Linked DNA regions of Mus musculus: region 1 is linked to region 2. The links are chromatin contacts, called in public HiChIP or PLAC-seq maps. All regions are on one chromosome and are shown on one strand. The core of a region is the stretch at or near the end of the contact, and the rest is flanking DNA. Distances in the headings are between cores, read along the strand shown. Region 1 overlaps Pappa2 (pappalysin 2). Region 2 overlaps Pappa2 (pappalysin 2).

Region 1 (3,154 bases), core at 168-2,667, 180 kb after region 2:
ATCACCCAATGGCTGGGCAGAAGAGAGAATAGGGCGGGACTTCCACCAGGCAGGGAAAGGGGGTGGGGGTGGAGGGAGGGGGGTGGGTGAAGGGGAAGATTGAGCCTTCGGGAAGAAGAGGAAGGAGTTTATAGAGTTTGGCTGGAGAGTGGAAGACCCTATGTGCCATTATTATGGGGATTAAGATAGAGTGCCCAGGTATTGAAGTGAAGCTTTAAAATAAATCTTGGTCTGTGTCATTGTTGGGGAACTAGTTAGGATAAAGAAATGCAGCGCCATATTAAATTACAGTATAGATTTAAATTAAAATTAACATGTATAAATGTTAAAATTTATAAATGTTAAAATTAACATTTATAAAAAGCCTGTCACCAGACTGTGAGCATCTTGTAGGCACCGCTCTTACTTATTCTTAACTCTCTAGAACGGGTAATAATATCTGGTACTTTGCCTAATAGATGCTCAATAAATGTTGAACAAATGAATGGATGAATGAATGAATGAGCATGTATAATACCAAACTACTTTCATAATCTGCTTCAGATGTACAGAAAGTTCTTGAATAAAAGAGGAAAGTGTACAGTTGTTGGCTAAGGGTGGAGTGTCCAATCAGTGTTAAAGCTCGTTGATTTCACCTAGAATCAGTTGCCTGGACTTCCCAACTAGACATGAGTCACAACTACTGACCTTGCTCTCCCAACTGGTTGTCATGGCAATGCTTCAACTTCCAAATGCTCTGAAGCTTTGCAAGCAGTTGCTATATTGTATGTCTGAGAAGAACCACTTTACCCCATCACTCACTTCTGAGTCATAGAGAAAACGGTTCCTGTTTGCCCTGAATTTTACTTCCTAACTGTTTTCTTTCCTCCTTCTTCTTCTTCTTTTTTTAAGTAAGATTGTTTTAAAGCAGGTAGTAAACACGGGAAGTGAAGAATGTTGTTGTTTTGAGGGACACATATTTGGCAAAGAAATATGCTCTCTGGAAGGTACAGGGTGAGGGTGTATGTGAGGTGAACAGAAACAGATTTGACAAGGCCCCGGAGTAACCTAGCTCCAGGGCCTCAAGGGCAGAATCATGAGATTTATGTACTTATTTGTGACATCAGGAACTCAAGCTCCTGAACATGCAGGGTGTATGGGCTCGGGATCCAAGTGAAGGTGTTGCTGCACCCTCCTTCTCCTCTCCGTCCTCCTCCTCCTTCCCCCTTCCTCCTCCTCCTCCTTCCCCCTTTGCCCTTCCTCCTCCTCCTCCTTCCCCCCTCCTCCTCGTCCTCCTTCCCCCTTCCTCCTCCTCTTCCTCCTCTCCCTAAATGTGGATCGAATAAGGTATTTATTTGGTCTCTGCAAGGCCTGAACTAAAACAGGAAAGAGATGGAGCCAGACCTCCTGGCATGCACATCCTGAATGAATCAGATGGCCAGCCCCAGAGGAACAAGGAAAGGTGCATGAGGGAGAAGGCAGGGGTGAGAAAGAATGAAGTGTTGCTGGTTACAGGCAAATAGTTGCATTTGCCAGAGCTGATTCCTACTTTTCACAGCTCTGACTCTGTTACTCCTAGCAACCTGTGCTCCATGCTAGGACCGACATCCAAAGTTCTCTGGAGTTTTCATCTCATCCTTGAGGCCTGGGAGAGATCATGCCTCACAGAGGACTGAGGCTACTCCAATGCCACCTGAATCCAGAAGGCTCGATTGCCGTGATGCCTGTCTGAGACCAAACAGAGCCTACGAGAGCTCTTTCCCTCAACAAGGTTAGGCAATAGCACGCATCAGGTACTAAGGCAGAAGTGCAGTGAATGGGATGATCACCCTACCGTAGTTCTCAGAGGAAATCCATCTGCCTCCAACCCACACTAGGCTACTAGATGATTTCAGAGTCTCAGGTAGAAAGCTGTGAGTCAGATGCTGAGCCTTGACCAGACCAGGTTCAAGTGCCCAGCTAGCACAAAACCCTGAAAACATCATTGTACTCTAAGGGAGCCACATGAACTACATCTTCCTGCTTTCTCTCTTTTGTGATGCTTCAGAATCTAATGTCCCGCTAAAGTGGCTTAGCGTTCCCCAGAAACCTGTTGCTTAGAGCTTATCTGGTAGAGCACTATAGATAAGCATGGATTTTTGTGGATCATGTGGAATGAAGAAACAAGGCCAGAAGAATGGTAGAGGAAGCATGGCCTTCAGGATGAACACTCGACACCGAAGCTCTGCAAACAATTACCGAGGAGCAAAGCCCAGCATGACACTTGCTTTGATAAAGTTTTATTGGAACACAGCCTACCAATGTGGTCGTGCATCAACTGTGGCAATGTGCACATACTAACAGCAGAGTTTAGGAGTTGCATCATGAGCTCTATATGGCCTACAAAGCCTGAACTACTTAGCATCTGTTCTTTTGCAGAAAAAAAAAAATCTGTCACACACTGTCCTATGCTTATAAATCTGGAGTCCTGTAAGTGTGCGATGGTGCACATGCAGCGGCAGCCATGGCAGCAGCAGCAGCAGCAGCAGCAGCAGCAGCAGCAGCAGCAGCAGCAGCAGCAGCAGCATCTAAGCTGAGCAGCTTGTTACACATGCCGTCCCACGTGTCTCCAGAAAAACGGAATACAAATCCTCATTTGGGTAACAGAGTGGTATAAGAGCAGATGCCCAGAGTAGGGTTAAATAGGAAAGATTTTATTCAATGAAAGAAACTCTGAGCAAAAATATGGAAAGAGTTAGGAAAGGGCTGGGAGAGCTATCACCCCATGATATTAACCTGACCCTGGGAGAAAGAGAAAAGAAAGAAGCAGTCAAAGCATAGTCTGGAAGACTTTTGATGATACCTGAGCCAGAACCGGCCATGTTAGGTCTCCCTTTATCCTGGCCACTTCAGGGAGAGGTGATCTCCATCCAAACATAGTCTTTGACAGTGGTGTCCATAGCCAATGAACGCCCTGTGTTAAATCCCTGCAAAACACACTCTCTTCGAATCTGCTGCTGGGTGTGCCCCAGATGACCTCTGTGCACACTGGAGCATGAGAAGCACCTCTCTAGAGCAGCTCGTGGCGCACTTTGCCATTCAGCGATGAAGGGCCAGACCCATACAGATTTTAGGCTTCTCGGGCTATACAGTCTCTGTCACAACCACTAAACTCTCTCATTCACCATGGAAGCAG
Region 2 (2,975 bases), core at 187-2,686:
ATGGATGCACTCCGAGTCCTAAAGCAAAGAGGGTGACATGAACAGATCTCTGTTCTTACCGATCCCATATCCCTGTCCACACTTGTACTCCACAGAATTCAGCTCTGAGGTGGGTGGTGGGCATTCTCCTTGCAGGTTTTCACACAACTTGAATTCCTGGGTCCACAACCCCTCTTTAGTGCAGAGGATGGGAATCTAGAATATCAAATATAAGAACAGAACTATTGTTATTATGTTTTCATTGTAGGATGGGAAAATGGTCTGAGTAAATGATAATATCCTTTAACTTCTGGAACTTGGGCTAAGTGATGATTAGAACAATACGGAGAGGACTGGAGAGATGGCTCAGAGCAGTTGAGAGCACTGACTGCTCTTCCAGAGGTCCTGAGTTCAATTCCCAGCAACCACATGGTGGCTCACAATCATCTGTAATGAGATCTGATGCCCTCTTCTGATGTGTCTGAAGACAGCTACAGTATATTCATATACATAAAATAAATAAATAATTCATTTTTAAAAAAAGAACAATAAGTAGAGTTAGAAATGGCAAACAGAGAAGAGAAGCAAAGGGAAGGGAAGGGAAGGGAAGGGAAGGGAAGGGAAGGGAAGGGAAGGGAAGGGAAGGGAAGGGAAGGGAAGGGAAGGGAAGGAAAGGAAAGGAAAGAAGGATGGAAGGGTAAACAAACAGGGAACCTAAGACAAGCTCTTGCTTCCATGTGAAGCAATCGTAATAAGTTTTCTATTCATGAAACTTAGCACCATTATATTCTCCTTCAGCTCTGAGGATATAATAAGATACTGACCAGAGCTGTGTATTGTAGGCTGTTTTAGGAAATTTTTTCCAGATGGTGTTGCTATGCCCTGAATTGTACATATTATCACACAAATGTTGCTTGTGGCAAATGCTGAATATTTTTTCCAAGGCAGGTTTTGTATAGTGAAAGTAATTAATAATTTTCCTAAACGTATGTCTTTGCCCCTCTACTGAAATACATATATTCCTGCTGCTTTTAAATCCTGTTTGAAATCTATTCCTTTTCTCCATATGTCTGTTGCCTGGTGTAACTCTTGGTTCACCCCAGGACCCCCCGCCCCAACAACAAAAAATAATCAAAGTATACTCTACCTAGATAAAACACAGAGAAAATTAAGAACTATAAAACCCAAGGGAGAAAATACAGATCTATCAATAACCCAGCCCTTGTCTGGCAAACCCCTTGCTGTCTTAACTAGTCAGTTCACACTGGCATGTCTGATGTCTTTGGATCTCATTTTACCACCCATTCTTTTCACATCTGTTCATGCCAAGGGTGTAGTGAAGGCCATTGAGTTTTGCCTTCAAAGTCTACTTGATTTCCTGTCTCATGTGTGTGTGTGTGTGTGTGGTACTTGCAGTGTCTAAAACAAAACTGTGTTTAGTCATACAATTATGATAAGGTTGTGGTTTTTAGTTCAGACTTGTGCCAGCATCCTAGGGAGGGTAACAGGCAAGTAGCACTTCAAGATGCTTTGCTCAGAAATTCATGTTTTTGTTTGGGACTTTGTTCTACTGCCAAAAAAAAAATAAAATAAAATTCACAGCTCCTGCATTTCTACCCAGGTAGGTCAGTCCACCAATGAGAGTTGACTGTACTGCCCAATCAGGATCCTAGAGTAGCTTGAAATGAACCCTGGTATCCTACTCACTGATTTCTTCTCCTTATCTCAAAGAACACTCTGAAATTGGAAGAGAATGCTCCAAAACACTAACACGATTAGGAACTCTCCAGGGAACAATATCAGTGCCTCTCACTAGAGCCTGGCTGCATGAAGATTTGCCTGCTGGGTTTTTAAGTTCACTTCTCAGAAATCATGTCATGGCCATGTGACAGGTGAGAGCACAGTCTCATGCAAATGAAGTTCACAGAGCCTTCCTTACCCCTTCCGTTTCCTGGTTACAGTTGAGCACACACTGGCTGTCCAGCTTGAAGCCATCAGTACATTCGTACATGCCTTCAAACACCGGAGGAGGAGGCTCACAAACCACGGGGACGCAGCTCCCTTGTTCCCAGCTTCCATCATCCAGGCACTGGATCTTCAGGAACTTGCTAATAAGACATGAAACCAAACAGCCCATAAGGAAAGACTGGACCCTCAGAAATGTGTGACAAACATTAGCAAACCCGACCAGTGACATGGCTCAGAGGATAAAGGTGGCAAGCCTGAAGACCTGAACTGAACCCCTGGAACCTATGTGCTAGAAGGACCACACACTCACACACTACACACACACACACACACACACACACACACACACACACACACACACAGAGAGAGAGAGAGAGAGAGAGAGACAGAGAGAGAGAGAGAGATATGCCCATTAATGCACTCATGTGCACAAAAATAAACAAAATAAAAAGGGAGAGTAATAGGTTCTATTTAGTCAAACGTCCCATTGTGGGCCATGAAATTGAAATGTCTTTATTGTGGTTAGCAGTGTTAGGAGTTTTTGTATACTTGACTTGCTACTTCCAAGAGAGTGGGTAAATAACATCAACTGGACTGTTTACAGGCAAAGTTTCACATATTAGCACATTGGGAGACATCATATAGTTCAGAGAACAGCCGAGCTGTCACACTCAGGGGACGAATCAGATATAACTTGAAGAGAGCCTGATCTGTGGGGTTACATTTGCTGAAGCTGTTAATAGCCATTGCTTCTTTGAGGAGAGTTACTGTTCTGAAATAGAGGCTCACCTGACCTTCAAAGGACAATCTCTTCCTGAGTTTACTAGCCCTGTTTTGTTTGAGTACATGTTGATCCCCCACCCCCTTGGAATAGGTTCCCACCTTTCACTTGATCCTTGAGTGGGTATGACTTAAGATTGTCTTAGAAGAACTGTCCCTCCATCTTAGGTCCAGACATGGCCCCTGACCAGAGAGTGGGCTTAAGATGGATGGGAGTCAGACGCACCAGGATTCTTGTTACTGCAAAT

The links. HiChIP or PLAC-seq counts read pairs in DNA pulled down with a chosen protein or histone mark.
Region 1: an H3K27ac HiChIP or PLAC-seq map of the NIH/3T3 cell line shows a contact between it and region 2, with 3 times the contacts expected there. The contact joins two enhancer-like sites. A contact is called at or near these places in 1 of 39 promoter capture datasets (the SN4741 cell line), 2 of 115 datasets of contacts at active chromatin or transcription factors (the NIH/3T3 cell line and fibro-adipogenic progenitors) and 1 of 9 other capture datasets (macrophages).

Annotation. Positions count from the first base shown.
Region 1 is chr1:158,947,479-158,950,632 of GRCm38.p6, forward strand. All of the region lies in intron 2 of Pappa2 (pappalysin 2), which reads right to left. Among named protein-coding and RNA genes, the nearest start is that of Pappa2, 9.1 kb to the right of the region's middle. Within about 2 kb of position 1,418, at least 36 of the 459 cell types and tissues checked have an H3K27ac peak or open chromatin away from gene starts, as enhancers often do. A contact at or near this core is called in the NIH/3T3 cell line, where this site is marked.
Region 2 is chr1:158,763,010-158,765,984 of GRCm38.p6, forward strand. It overlaps Pappa2 (pappalysin 2), which reads right to left. Exons shown (of 23, transcript NM_001085376.3): 18 at 1,919-2,087; 19 at 60-195. Among named protein-coding and RNA genes, the nearest start is that of Pappa2, 190 kb to the right of the region's middle. Within about 2 kb of position 1,437, at least 16 of the 459 cell types and tissues checked have an H3K27ac peak or open chromatin away from gene starts, as enhancers often do. A contact at or near this core is called in the NIH/3T3 cell line, where this site is marked.